Regions from separate parts of the Zea mays genome. Here regions 1 and 2 are each linked to region 3. The links are chromatin contacts, called in public Hi-C maps. All regions are on one chromosome and are shown on one strand. Each heading gives the region's core, a stretch centred on a gene start, on an enhancer-like site or on the middle of the called end of the contact. The rest is flanking DNA. Distances are from core to core; before and after follow the strand shown. Region 1 holds the start of LOC100383395. Region 2 holds the start of LOC100192764. Region 3 holds the start of LOC100384252.

The links. A called contact is a pair of places that touch in the nucleus more often than the background predicts.
Region 1: a Hi-C map of tassel shows a contact between it and region 3, with 3 times the contacts expected there. The contact joins the promoter of LOC100383395 here to the promoter of LOC100384252 in region 3. A contact is called at or near these places in 2 of 25 Hi-C or Micro-C datasets (ear and tassel).
Region 2: a contact with region 3 is called in a Hi-C map of endosperm, with 3 times the contacts expected there. The contact joins the promoter of LOC100192764 here to the promoter of LOC100384252 in region 3. A contact is called at or near these places in 6 of 25 Hi-C or Micro-C datasets (bundle sheath, ear, endosperm and 2 more).

Annotation. Positions count from the first base shown.
Region 1 is chr5:142,501,704-142,505,481 of Zm-B73-REFERENCE-NAM-5.0, reverse strand. LOC100383395 reads right to left here and starts at 2,059. Exons shown (of 3, transcript NM_001176050.1): 1 at 1,873-2,059; 2 at 284-353.
Region 2 is chr5:140,908,531-140,912,421 of Zm-B73-REFERENCE-NAM-5.0, reverse strand. LOC100192764 reads right to left here and starts at 2,122. Exons shown (of 3, transcript NM_001137960.2): 1 at 1,799-2,122. The coding sequence starts at 1,930.
Region 3 is chr5:141,548,544-141,552,424 of Zm-B73-REFERENCE-NAM-5.0, reverse strand. It overlaps LOC100384252, which reads right to left and starts at 1,954. Exons shown (of 2, transcript NM_001176818.1): 1 at 1,496-1,954; 2 at 98-751. The coding sequence starts at 1,790. The coding sequence ends at 384.

The DNA.
Region 1 (3,778 bases), core at 810-3,309, 950 kb before region 3:
TACTTCCTCACCGGAGTTCAAGAGGAGGCATGGGTGCCCAGAAAGGGCTACCATCAAGATCAACTACCGATGGCACGTTATGGTTAGATCTTTCATCCATTCCACCTAAGATCAGATAATTTGAACTTCCAAAAAAAATACAGGAACTCAAGTGGCCAAGTGCTACCAGATAAGAACAAAACAAAAACCACAGGCATCATAAACCATTGCACGACATATATACTAAGTAGGGACTAAGTTCCTGCCATAAAAAGTGGCAGAATTTGAAGCTTACGAGTCTTACCAGTAATAATCAAACAGCAGTAGACCACATGTACTTAAACGTTGATTGCCCTAATTCCCAGCAAATGTGCCTGCAAAAATGAACGCAGAAGCCAAAATATCATCATGCATGCCACAGGTTGCAACTTTGTATCAGGAACAATAATATTAACCTGTATGGATCTCTGCAAAAAGTAAGGACTAGAGTATATCTGAAGTGGGTCTATAGGTCAGTGTTATTTTTTTAGAGTCAGAATATAATTAAATATAGGGCAAGAATATTCTAGGTTCATCTCAATCCCAACAAGCAAAATGGAACTTGGTTTCAATTCACCAGATAAAACCATTAAGAAAATTTCAAATGATGCGTAATGGTACTCTCGTATGCCTTTCGTGAGCAAAAGCAACTACAAAGAAAGATATTGAACATAATTTAAACTACGAGAGAGGAGGTCAGAAGATTCACTGGAAAGGAACAGTCAAATGAGCAGAGCTTTTTACTCCATTGAACTTGCAAAGGGAAAGCAGCCTGCCGTGTTCATTTGATTACAAAATCAAGGGAATTGGAGAGGTTTGAGAGGGGTTTTGCCTTGCAGGGGATTTAATCCTCCATACAGTTCCCTTAGTTTTGGGGTCAAACGAACAGAAGGGATGGACCAGAGAGAACGAACCATGCGCGTGTAGAGGTGATCCTGCCACTGTCTTTCGATTGTAGGAGACGTAGGAACATTACTGTATACCTAAACTACATGTGATCCAATTAGGGAGCCAAGATGAAACCAACCATACATTCTTCTTCTGAAGATACTATATTGTTCATAAACGTAACTCTCTAGTCAATAAGTTTAAGATCGTTGTTTTCATGAAGCGCAACTTTGTGAAGCGCTTCTACACCTTCTCCACAAATAAACAATGGATGGGAATTCACAGTGTTCAGAGGCAGACTCTGTCACAAGGTAAGAGGAATTATGAGTGATTTCACTAAGACAACGGGTTGAAAATCTCCTCAATGCAGACATGAACCCCAAAATGAGACAGAAGCTGCAGCACAATTCAGGCTCCACTCCTCTCACCTAGACCCAGAGCCTCAGACACCATCAAAGATCTGACTCAGAACGATTCTCCAGATTTAAAAAAATAGAGACGCGACGCCGCTCCACTAACAAGTATATCCAGTTTCGCGTGCGCACCTCATCAACCGCAAGGGCACGGGTTGAGCTAAGAACTGAACGATCTCTCAAGTTCTCCATGGGCAAACGAAGGGTGGGCTCAGTACGAAGACAATAAACTAGAAGGCCATACCAACCTTCCACCTTGCACCTCTCCGGAACACTGAGCCGGAGCTGGGAAGGATCAACTTGCTGCCAGCGAAGGATTAAATAGCGGACACCCCCCACACCGCGACAAGAACTGAAATTAATAATCGTAAATTCGTGAAAACGAGCGTGGAAGAACCCGCGGGGACTACAAGGAGAGAGATTTTCGCGCAAACTTCGCTGGCGCATACGAGGACGAAAACGAAACCGCCGGCGCCGGTAAAATACGACGACGCCGACCGAGAGGGAGGCGGGCGCGCGCCACGACGGATGGGGAGGAGGGCGAAGGAGATACCTAGGCGGCGGGGGCGTTCGCGTCGTCGCCGTCGTCCGCGCCTCGGAGACGCAGGAGAGAGAGGGAGGGCTGATGGGCAGAAAGCGAGAGGCGGTGATGCGATGCGATGCGATGTCGGACGGGGACGAGGAGAAGTGGAGCAGAGAGATGCTGAGGTGAGGGTGTGGCCCTTTGCCTTGGCAACCAGAGCAGAGAGGGGCAATTACAGCATTCCTTCGGGGGGCTTTTTTAATGGAAAAAAAGTCGCTCTCCCTCCCTTTCGTTTCCTTGGGCAGAGCGGATGCCAAGTTTGTTCGGAGTCCAGCAACGGTTTATTTTGAATAAGCTTTTACGGAACATAAAAAGGGCAGAAACTATTCATGGAAACCACTGAAATAATAAAAAAAGGAAACTAAAAATAGATAATCTGGCACATGTGAACAGCCAGTGATATTTTGTTCTACTATCATATATGTTGGCTCTCTCTAAACTTTGCCGGTTTGTAAGAGAAAGTAGCTGATTAACACGACAATTTTGAGTTGTTCTATGGTATATTTTTTTTACTTTGGTTTGATGGTAAAGAATTGTAAGCTTGTATTTGTCGGAGCATCTGTCTGCAATACGTCTACGTGAGGCCAAAGAGAAGAGAATCTGTTGTTGTCCTTGTCCGTAAATCCGACATCCAGCAAGGATCTTACAGCGAAAAAGGCGACTCGACCAAACGAAGCCGCTTGGAAGAATCCATGGCCGCCTGTGCAAGTGCGCATGCCTCTATGCGGTCGGCGGCGCACCTCACGCCACCGCTACCACGTCGCGCCCATCAACCGACGCGTGGGCCCACGAACCACCTTGCCCCGCACGTCAGTCGCGTATGCTCATTGCTCACTCGGATGGCTCGCGCACTAGTACATGGACGGAATCGGGCCGTCACGGGTGACGCGACTCGCACCCGCGCTGCCGCCCTGCCTCGGATTGTGTTGTGCGTGGGGCCCAGGTGAGCAAAGGATGGTCGCGGCGGCGTCCGTGTCGCCATCCTGGAGTGGTGCCGTCTCTTTGTTTTGCAACGTGGGGGAGTGCGGCCCGGCCGACGTGTCAGCCTCCTTCCCAATTGATCTCCGCAAACTGACCTGACCTCACCTGCTATGCGCTTGCTCTCGGTGTTATATTGTTTTATTAAAATAAAAAAAAATACATCTAATTATATATTTAAACAAATGCAATTACGTAAGAAAAACAATTAGAAATTATATAACATAACCATCAAAATTAAAAACACGTATTTTATTAATCTTTTCTATACTATATAAATCATCAGTTTATATAGTTCCACGTTTACTATCGTCGTAGTGTGTCGTTCTTCCTCTTCCCGCTTTATCTAAAAATAAGGTAAAATTATGCTTAAATGGGGTTCAAAACTTGATTGTGACACCATATTCACACTAATCTAACCAATAAAATACACATATTTTTATGTTTTATTAAAATAAAGTTTACTAATGTTATATAAAAACCGTAACAATACACAGTCATCCGACTAGTATAACTAATAAACTAAGTTTTTTTTCTCATTTTCCTCCTCCACCTTTTTTATGCCTTTTCCCCTCTAGTTTAAGTTGCTTTGTTAGTTTTTTAAGGCTAATTTCTACATACCTTTTTGTCTTAGTCTATGTCGATATGGAACAATCCATCAATTATTAAATTGCTTAAATAATTTAGTTTGAGAAATCCTCTTACTAGTCTTGTAGATCTTATTTAACATTTCTTTCTATGTAGGTGGGGACTCGCTGCTACTTGTTGCTAGATCAATCCCATTTCATTGAGCTCTTGCCCTATAACGATCAATATGCTATGGTGAGTCCACTCTTTACTATGATGTAGAGCTATAATTGTCGTCCAAGTTCAGACAGGGTTTTTTTGCTCCCATCAA
Region 2 (3,891 bases), core at 873-3,372, 640 kb after region 3:
GGAAGGCATGGCAAAGGAAAGTGACTGATTTGGTGGCTAAATTGATAGACCTAAATTGTAGGGAGATAATTCCAATTAGTCACTTGCCTAATTAGTGGTTGCCTAGTTGGTCAACCGGTGGCCTATATATAGGCCTGTACGCAGGAGACAAAGGAATAAGGAATATATTATCAAACCAATCTCTCTCTCATGACAGACTCTCAAGCGCCTAGGGTTGCTACCCTAGAACCAAGCCTGCGGCAGAGGGGTATAACCTCGCCGGAGAAGACAGCTACCCCCATGGACCGAAGGTCCATGACAAAGTCGTAGCCGGATTAAAGCCGCAGCGAACAAGCTAGGATCTGCATTACCATATCTCCCACGTATATGCGACTGGGGGAAAGTTCTTCATCTATTTCCAGTTCCAAAATGATAATTCAGTAAATCAATGATGGCACAGAAAGATAAGCCAAGCATGTCAAACACTCTTTCCAACATAGAAAGCTTTCGAAGTTGGTGTATTTTCAATTTAAGCTAAAGCTATTAACCTACAACATATAAAAAAGGCCAAATTACTCCCTGTAGTCACTAAGGTAGTGTTTAGTTCCGGAGTTAGTTGGATGGAGCGGCTCCATGCCAGGGAGCGGCTCTGTCCAGGAGATTTTGGGGAGCCAGATGGTTGAACATTTAAACATAATTTTTTTTCTTTTTAGAGCCACTCTGTCCTACATGGAACCAATTTCCGTCCCACCATACTTCAGAACCAAGCACTATCTAAAGCACTATGTTTAGGACAAGCAGCAAACAAGCTAATTGTCCTTTCAGAAACATCATGTTTATTTGACTGGGGGAAGTATATGTCATTTTGTGTACAAACTTTTTGTAAGCAAAACCAAGATATAATAGCCTATCTGTCCTAGCTTCGACTTCACCTTCACCTTCTACAATATTCGAAGATAAAATGATGCCAAATAGATGACAACTTCTTGGTCCTAAGTCCTAACCCTAAGTCCACTGTACTCTAGAGATCACAAATACGCTCAGCCAGAGGATCTGGGACTTATGCTATGGCTTGTGGCTTATGACTTATGAGCAAACATCTGATAAACTATATTAGTAGAGAAGATTAAACTATGCCAAATACAAACATCTCAACTGGCATGCTTATATGATGACAAGAACTTAAAATTGAACAGGTAGCAATTTAGCCATCGGGAAATGATACTTTTGCTTCCTGGAGATTGTGAAGATTGTGTGATTAAGAACAACTTGCCAATATACTTTACAATCTACTGTATGAATGGTATTCAGGTTAATCCACAACTTATTACACTTGCATAATGCATAATAAACATAGACATGGCGAGCATGATGCTGGCTGAAAATTTTCCCTTGACAATTTAACAAGAACTGCAAAGAGTTCTAATGATTATAAGCAGTAAGATGTGCCATTGGTGTACTGATCATGCAAAGTAGTGATCGTACGATTACTGATCATTGGGTCCATCGATCATCAGTTCACTTTGCCACAACAAAAACGAAAAACCACAAGATGAAATCCGGTTATAGTCTTATAGAGACCAGATCGATGATATTGCTATCCTGGAGCCCAAAATAACCACACACACGCTGGGCAACTGAACCAAACAAACGACTGCAGTAGAATCATACAGCGAAGCTACTGATCCCAGCGACCTAAGAACCATTATGATTTCTCTCGTGATGCAACTATCCACACAGCAATAGGACCTAGCCAGCGCAACAAAATTGAACATATGAGGACTGTAAGATCGATCGAAGAGAGGAAGGTAAAGGATACCTTGATGCAGAGGTTGCCAGCGCAGATGATGTGTTGGATCTTGCCGGGCACGAGCATGGACTTGAATTTGGCGGGCAGGTCGGGCACCCGGTGCGGGATGTGCAGATCCCCCAGCGCAAGCACAAGCACCATCCTCCCCCGATATCGCGTCCTTCCCCTCCCCACACTCTTTACTCTTGATCTCCTATTGAGCTGTACGCTTGTACCTCCACCCCAGGAGCCACGATCCGCGTCTCCACCTCAGGTCAGCTCTCTATCTGGTAGAGATGCACACCATGATTCGAGTCAAAATCGTCAATCACGTCACCCCTCTCCGCGAACAAGATCGAGAAGAAGCGCGACAGAAAGGCGAGAAGAAGGGGTTTGCTCGCTTCGCTGTACAAAGTGGGCCCGTATTGGGCTCATAGCCGGGCCGGGTGAGTGCTGCCCCGTTGTTCCGGGTCGCTGTACTGGACTTTAGCCCGCTGTACACAGGCGCTTGCGCTCCACGGGTCTTGCTTTGGTTGAGCGCGTGCGCGTGAGATCATATCTTCTATTACATTCTTTATTTTAAATTTTTAATATAAATAGTGTCAAAACAGTATTTTATATTTTTTATGGTCATATGAACGATCGGTTAAATACAGTCTTAAAACGTTAAGCTAAACAAACGTCTGTCAAGCTTTCCTGGACTGTTACCTCAATTTAACTTGTGTTATCCCTTTAAAAAGTTCAGCTTGTGTTTGACAGATTGAGTTAACACTCCTAACATGTTCTCTGGTCATTATTATGTACTATATAAAGCTAGTTTCTACTGTTTCACTGTCATGTATTACCTCTGTTGGCTGCTGTTGAGCACCATACACAACAGCAAAACTGAATACTCCCGTCGGCCATAATAATTTCCGTCGGTTTTTAGGGTTGCCGACGGGAGTTAATTAACTACCGTCGGCCATAACGAAGCCGACGGAAGATAAAATAACTCCCGTCGGTTAGTCCGGAGGCCGACGGGAGCTACATTATCTCCCGTCGGCTTCGTTACGGCCGACGGGGTTTAGGGCGGGCCCGGCTAAAACGCGCGCGCCGGCCACTCGCCCAGGCTTTATTCATCGCGCGGTCGTTCTCCATCGCCGGCCACTCATCCCGCGCCGCCGCCGATCGCCGTCGAGCGCCCGAGCGCCGCCCGAGCCTGCGCCGCCGCCGCCGTGCGCCCGAGCGCCGCCCGAGCCTGCGCCGCCGCCGCCGTGCGCCGCCCCGCCCGAGCGCCGCCAGCGCCTACGCCGCCGCCGCCGACCCCGCCGCGCCCGTCCCGTCCTCCGCCGCGGCTTGCCGACGCCGCTGCCCCCGCCCGTCCCCTCCCCCGACGCCGCTGCAACCTCCACTGAGACAGTAAGATTGAAATCATTTAAAATTATATCATTGCGATATATATTTATATTTATATCGAAAATATGTTTATTCCCGTCGGTTGGTTGATTGTATTGATTAAGCCGACGGGAGTTAACTACGTTGTGGTAGTTTGATTAGTATGATACACTGTTTATTTTCCTAGAGTTTTAGGGTTAAGTGCGCAGACCAGTAGTTAACCCTAGGCGTCACCCGTTCTGGAAGCATGCACATGCATCACATTTATTCATATGTTTGGGCCTAATGCACCTAGACAATCTATGGATGCATAGATTGTATAGTTTCATTCGGTCCAAACACAAGATTACTTGTGATGTGCGTGGTTCCGGGATTGTCCACGTATTTGGACAGCCGGAGAATGGGTGTGGCCGCATGTGATTCGTGCACGTGTCCGTTGGTCCGAACGAGATTTCAGCAGCATAACCCAGTTGTTCTCCGTCGCACCATGATAGGCGTGTGTTCGGAGAACAGCGGGGTTATGCTGCCGAAATTTCGTTCGGACCATCGGGCACGTCACGAGTCGCATGCGGCCGCCTCCATTCTCGGGTGGGTTTATGTCCTTTCCTATAGTAGGGTTATCACCTAAGCCACGTGCATCGCTCTTATATGCTGAATTTTTGGTTGGTGGTTTACACAACAGCAAAACTGAGCCATCCTAGTCATGGAAGATGACCGTGAGTGGATGTATGCTGGTTGGAAGAAGGGCG
Region 3 (3,881 bases), core at 705-3,204:
AGATTCTGATTTGAATTTTTTTTATTGAGGTACATCTTTTTTTACTCAATAACAACTTTTAAAATAGTCTGGGAACCTCATGGAGCAGAGTTCATGATTTCAACATGTGAATGCCCGTCTGCAATAATCATAAAATTCTGTTCAAAACAGTAATCACTATAAGCACACATAAAAAGTAGGCATTACAAGAAACACACAAGAGAAACTCCAAAGTTCTAGACCATATAATGCTTGCACTAGTTTTGCCAACAATATAATGCAATAGCTAGTTAATTGAAGATGCTAAGACTAACAAGTGAGGAAGCAGGTAGCTGCCATACACTTTGGGTGGTAACATGATCTTCCACAGAAATTCTTCAGCATCCCCTAAATAGACTCTTCGTTCAAGAAGAGTTGGAAAGCCTGCGGTCAATTGACAGCAGCTGTGTCCGAAGATGCTGATTATCCTCCAGCAGGCGGTCATATTCAGTCAGCAAGCCTTCGGATTGTTTTTGGATAGCAAGTGCCTTGTCCTCTGAAACATGGACCTCTTCTGTCTTTTCTTGGACTTGTAGCTTCAGTTTCTTCATCTCCTTGTTCAGAGTGGCAATCTCTTCCTGGTATTTCTTTGCCTCCTCCGAGTTTCCATGTTTTGCCTCCTCCAACATTTTATTATGCTTACGTACAGCCTCTAAGTCCTTTTTAAACCGGCGCAAATCTCTGATGTATTGGTGGAGCCGGTCAATCACTAGAGCAAGAAATAAGGAGTACCCTGAAAGAATAGTACTCAGCTCAGACTTCAACATGGGGCAGATAACATGAATTCAGTGCTGAAACATTTAGCACAATGTTTTAAGAGGGAAAGGGTGCATGCGTAAAAAGGACATGATAGATAACCACATTCTACTGGAGTCATATGCACAGTAGAAATTTCATTGCAACATATATACAGAATACACCAGAACAAGAAATTCTGAATGTGCCCAATGCTGATGCAACAAGTACTTCACCTCCCATCAACAAACTCTGTGCGCACTTTTTTTGCACTGTGGAGTGAGATGGGGAAGCTGTATAGCTTGGATCGAAATAGTTCCTCAGGATAAAATTACTAGCTGGACCTTACAATTTTACATTTACTCACAAACAGATGCATAAGAATGTTATAAGTTTTAATCCCCTACGCAGGGTCAAAGAATGGATGCTCTTTTCTTTTTTAGACCAAAAAGACCTTGATCTGTTTAATAATATTTGAAAGCTTAAAAACTAGTTACTGCCCGGGTTACCAGCTTACATCAACACAACCGCTTGAACAGCCACCTGAATAAGCAAGATAGCAGTACACCCCACCAACCTAGATTGTCACAGACTATTCATCACACCCAGATCTCACCACACCCCTACCCAAGCAAGCAATAAACAGGGAATCGAGACCAATAAAAAAGGGGATAGAGGAGCCCGCATGGACAAGGCGTAATGAACGTGATCGAGTGGGCTGATGCGCGTTACCAGGACCTACCCATGAGGCACGCCTCCAGGAGGTGACGCGAGAAGAGCACCTGGTCGGTGGGGGTGGGCCCGCCGCCAGAGTCGGAGTCGCTCGTGCTGCCGGCGATCTGTGTCATGCTGTAGAGCGTTGAAGCGAGCAGGGCAAGGATGACGCCCGCGACCGTCTTGACGACGACGGGCGCGTGGCGGCCGCGCTTGAGCCGGTCGATCACTAGCACGGCGAGCTTCCGCAGCGGCGTCTTGAAGAGCAGCGCCGCCGTCAGGGACGCCTCCGCCACCAGCACGACGAACAGCAGCTGGATCATTGCCGCTTTTATGGAGCTACTAGTTGGATTCTGGATTCAGACTGTGGTGACAACGTGAGAGATGAGGATCCGTTCTGGAGCGGGGCGTGCGGTTTGCTTCCTACCTGCGGTTTGGGGTTTGGGGAAAGAAGCAAGCAGGCGCGTCCCCGAATGTTTTTTGTTTCAGTCCAGTCCATTTCAGACGAGAGACATTGAAAAATCTCGATCGTTAAGATACCAAACTGAAAAATCGGCTCCGCTTTGCTTATTTGTGAGTTTGAGATGGATCGTTTATATCGCGAGTCATAAACAAAAAAATATACAAATATGTATACAACAATATAATTAATTGCTAATTAACTTTAGACCAATTAAATATTAGAAAAGAGTAATAATACTTACAAATTCAATTTCCACATCAATTCAACACCAAATTAATATAGTTAATCACTTATTAGTTCATCCAATACAAATAAAGGTTTTGTTTTGCTGATAAATACTTGTTCGAGTTAAGGAGGTGGCTCGTTAACAAATCAAGCTGAGATGCTAGCTCAGCTCGTGATAAAATGAAAATTAGTCGAGCCGACCGAGCTGACGAGCCATGAGTATTTTGTCCACCCTAAAAATGACTGGAAAGTGATTTAAATTAAATCAATTTTTATTTAGCTAACCATGAAACGTGTTGGTTAGAAACTTTTGGGTATGGGTGTAATTGGGTCGGATACATGCTGATATTGTATCATACCTGTTTTCATTTTTTTTTCTACGGATTCAGATGGGATGGATATTATCGAATGGATATCGACATATTAAATATTTAATTTGAGTATACGAATACGACTATAAATTGGATACGAAATATTCGGATTTGAATACGGATCGGATTTCATCCCTTTTAGACGAATTGAATTCAAGTATGGAAAGATAATATTCGTACTTTGCCCTAGCACTGTCGCTCGTCCTTGAAGGTTTTCCTTTGGAGTCTCCTCTAAAAGTTTAGGTTCCAAATCAAGTTCTTTTGTTCCTTCAAGCTTATACTCTTCTCAAGAACTTGGTTGGAGCAGCCAATCGACACTTTATTGAGTTGTTCCTTTTTGGAGCGTTTTGGTGTCCCTAGAGGTTTGGATTGCATTCCAGAAAGCCACAAGCTCTTCATTAAGAAAATTTTAATGGCTCCCATTCACCCTTCCTCCTGTCGCCTCACGGTCCTTTAATTGGTATCGGAGCCGGTTAAGGATCTCTCCACCTTAATAGGTTTGGATCCTCGGATGCGATATGGAACGAGGTGTTAGCAAACCTCTGTTCTTCAATGGGACAAACTACCTGAAAGGGAAATGGCCTTAAACCATTTCTTATTTTTTAGTACTTGATGACCATCACAATCATTCGGACTAACTAGTTTGCCTAGTCTTTGATTCACATGTTCATAAGATTCAACAGTTCAGTTTCTAAGTCAGAATCAGCTCAGATTCAACCAAATAGGGGTAAACCATGAGATAGATGAACTACCAATAGTTCTACTCCTTGGATAAGTTCAAAATACCCCGAGGAACGTATTCAACACTTTTAGAAAGGTTGAAAAGCTCAAAATCAACATATCGCTATTTTGGAGCTAGTTTGAGCAAAAGAAGAAATATGAGTAAAAGAATCAAAGTGTTCATGATCCTTGACTTAGACTGGATGGAAAACCACTTGAGATATTTTTCTAAGTCACGGGATCTCTCTCAAGTTTAGCCAAAGCAACATGGAGAAGATTGTTCAAAGATCAACGGGAAGTTAGAAACTCAAGTTCTGAAATTGCCTAGCGCGGACCGTCCGGCCCCTTCTGGCGGACCGTCCGCGACAGCGTTTCGACTTCGGCCAGGAACTGAAAATCGTGGATAGTCCGACTAAACCGCGGACTGTCCGGCTATACAGTGTGAACCGTCCGGCTATAATTCACGGACTTTCCGCATGTGAAGACCTGGTTCAGCCCGAAGGTGACAAGTTGAGCAAAAAGAATTATAGAGCTGGCGCGGACCGTCCGGGACCAAGGGCGGACCGTCCGTGTGGTGTGACCGAGGCAAATAGCCGTTGATCTGTCAGGCGTATCCATTGGAGATGTCAGAATCG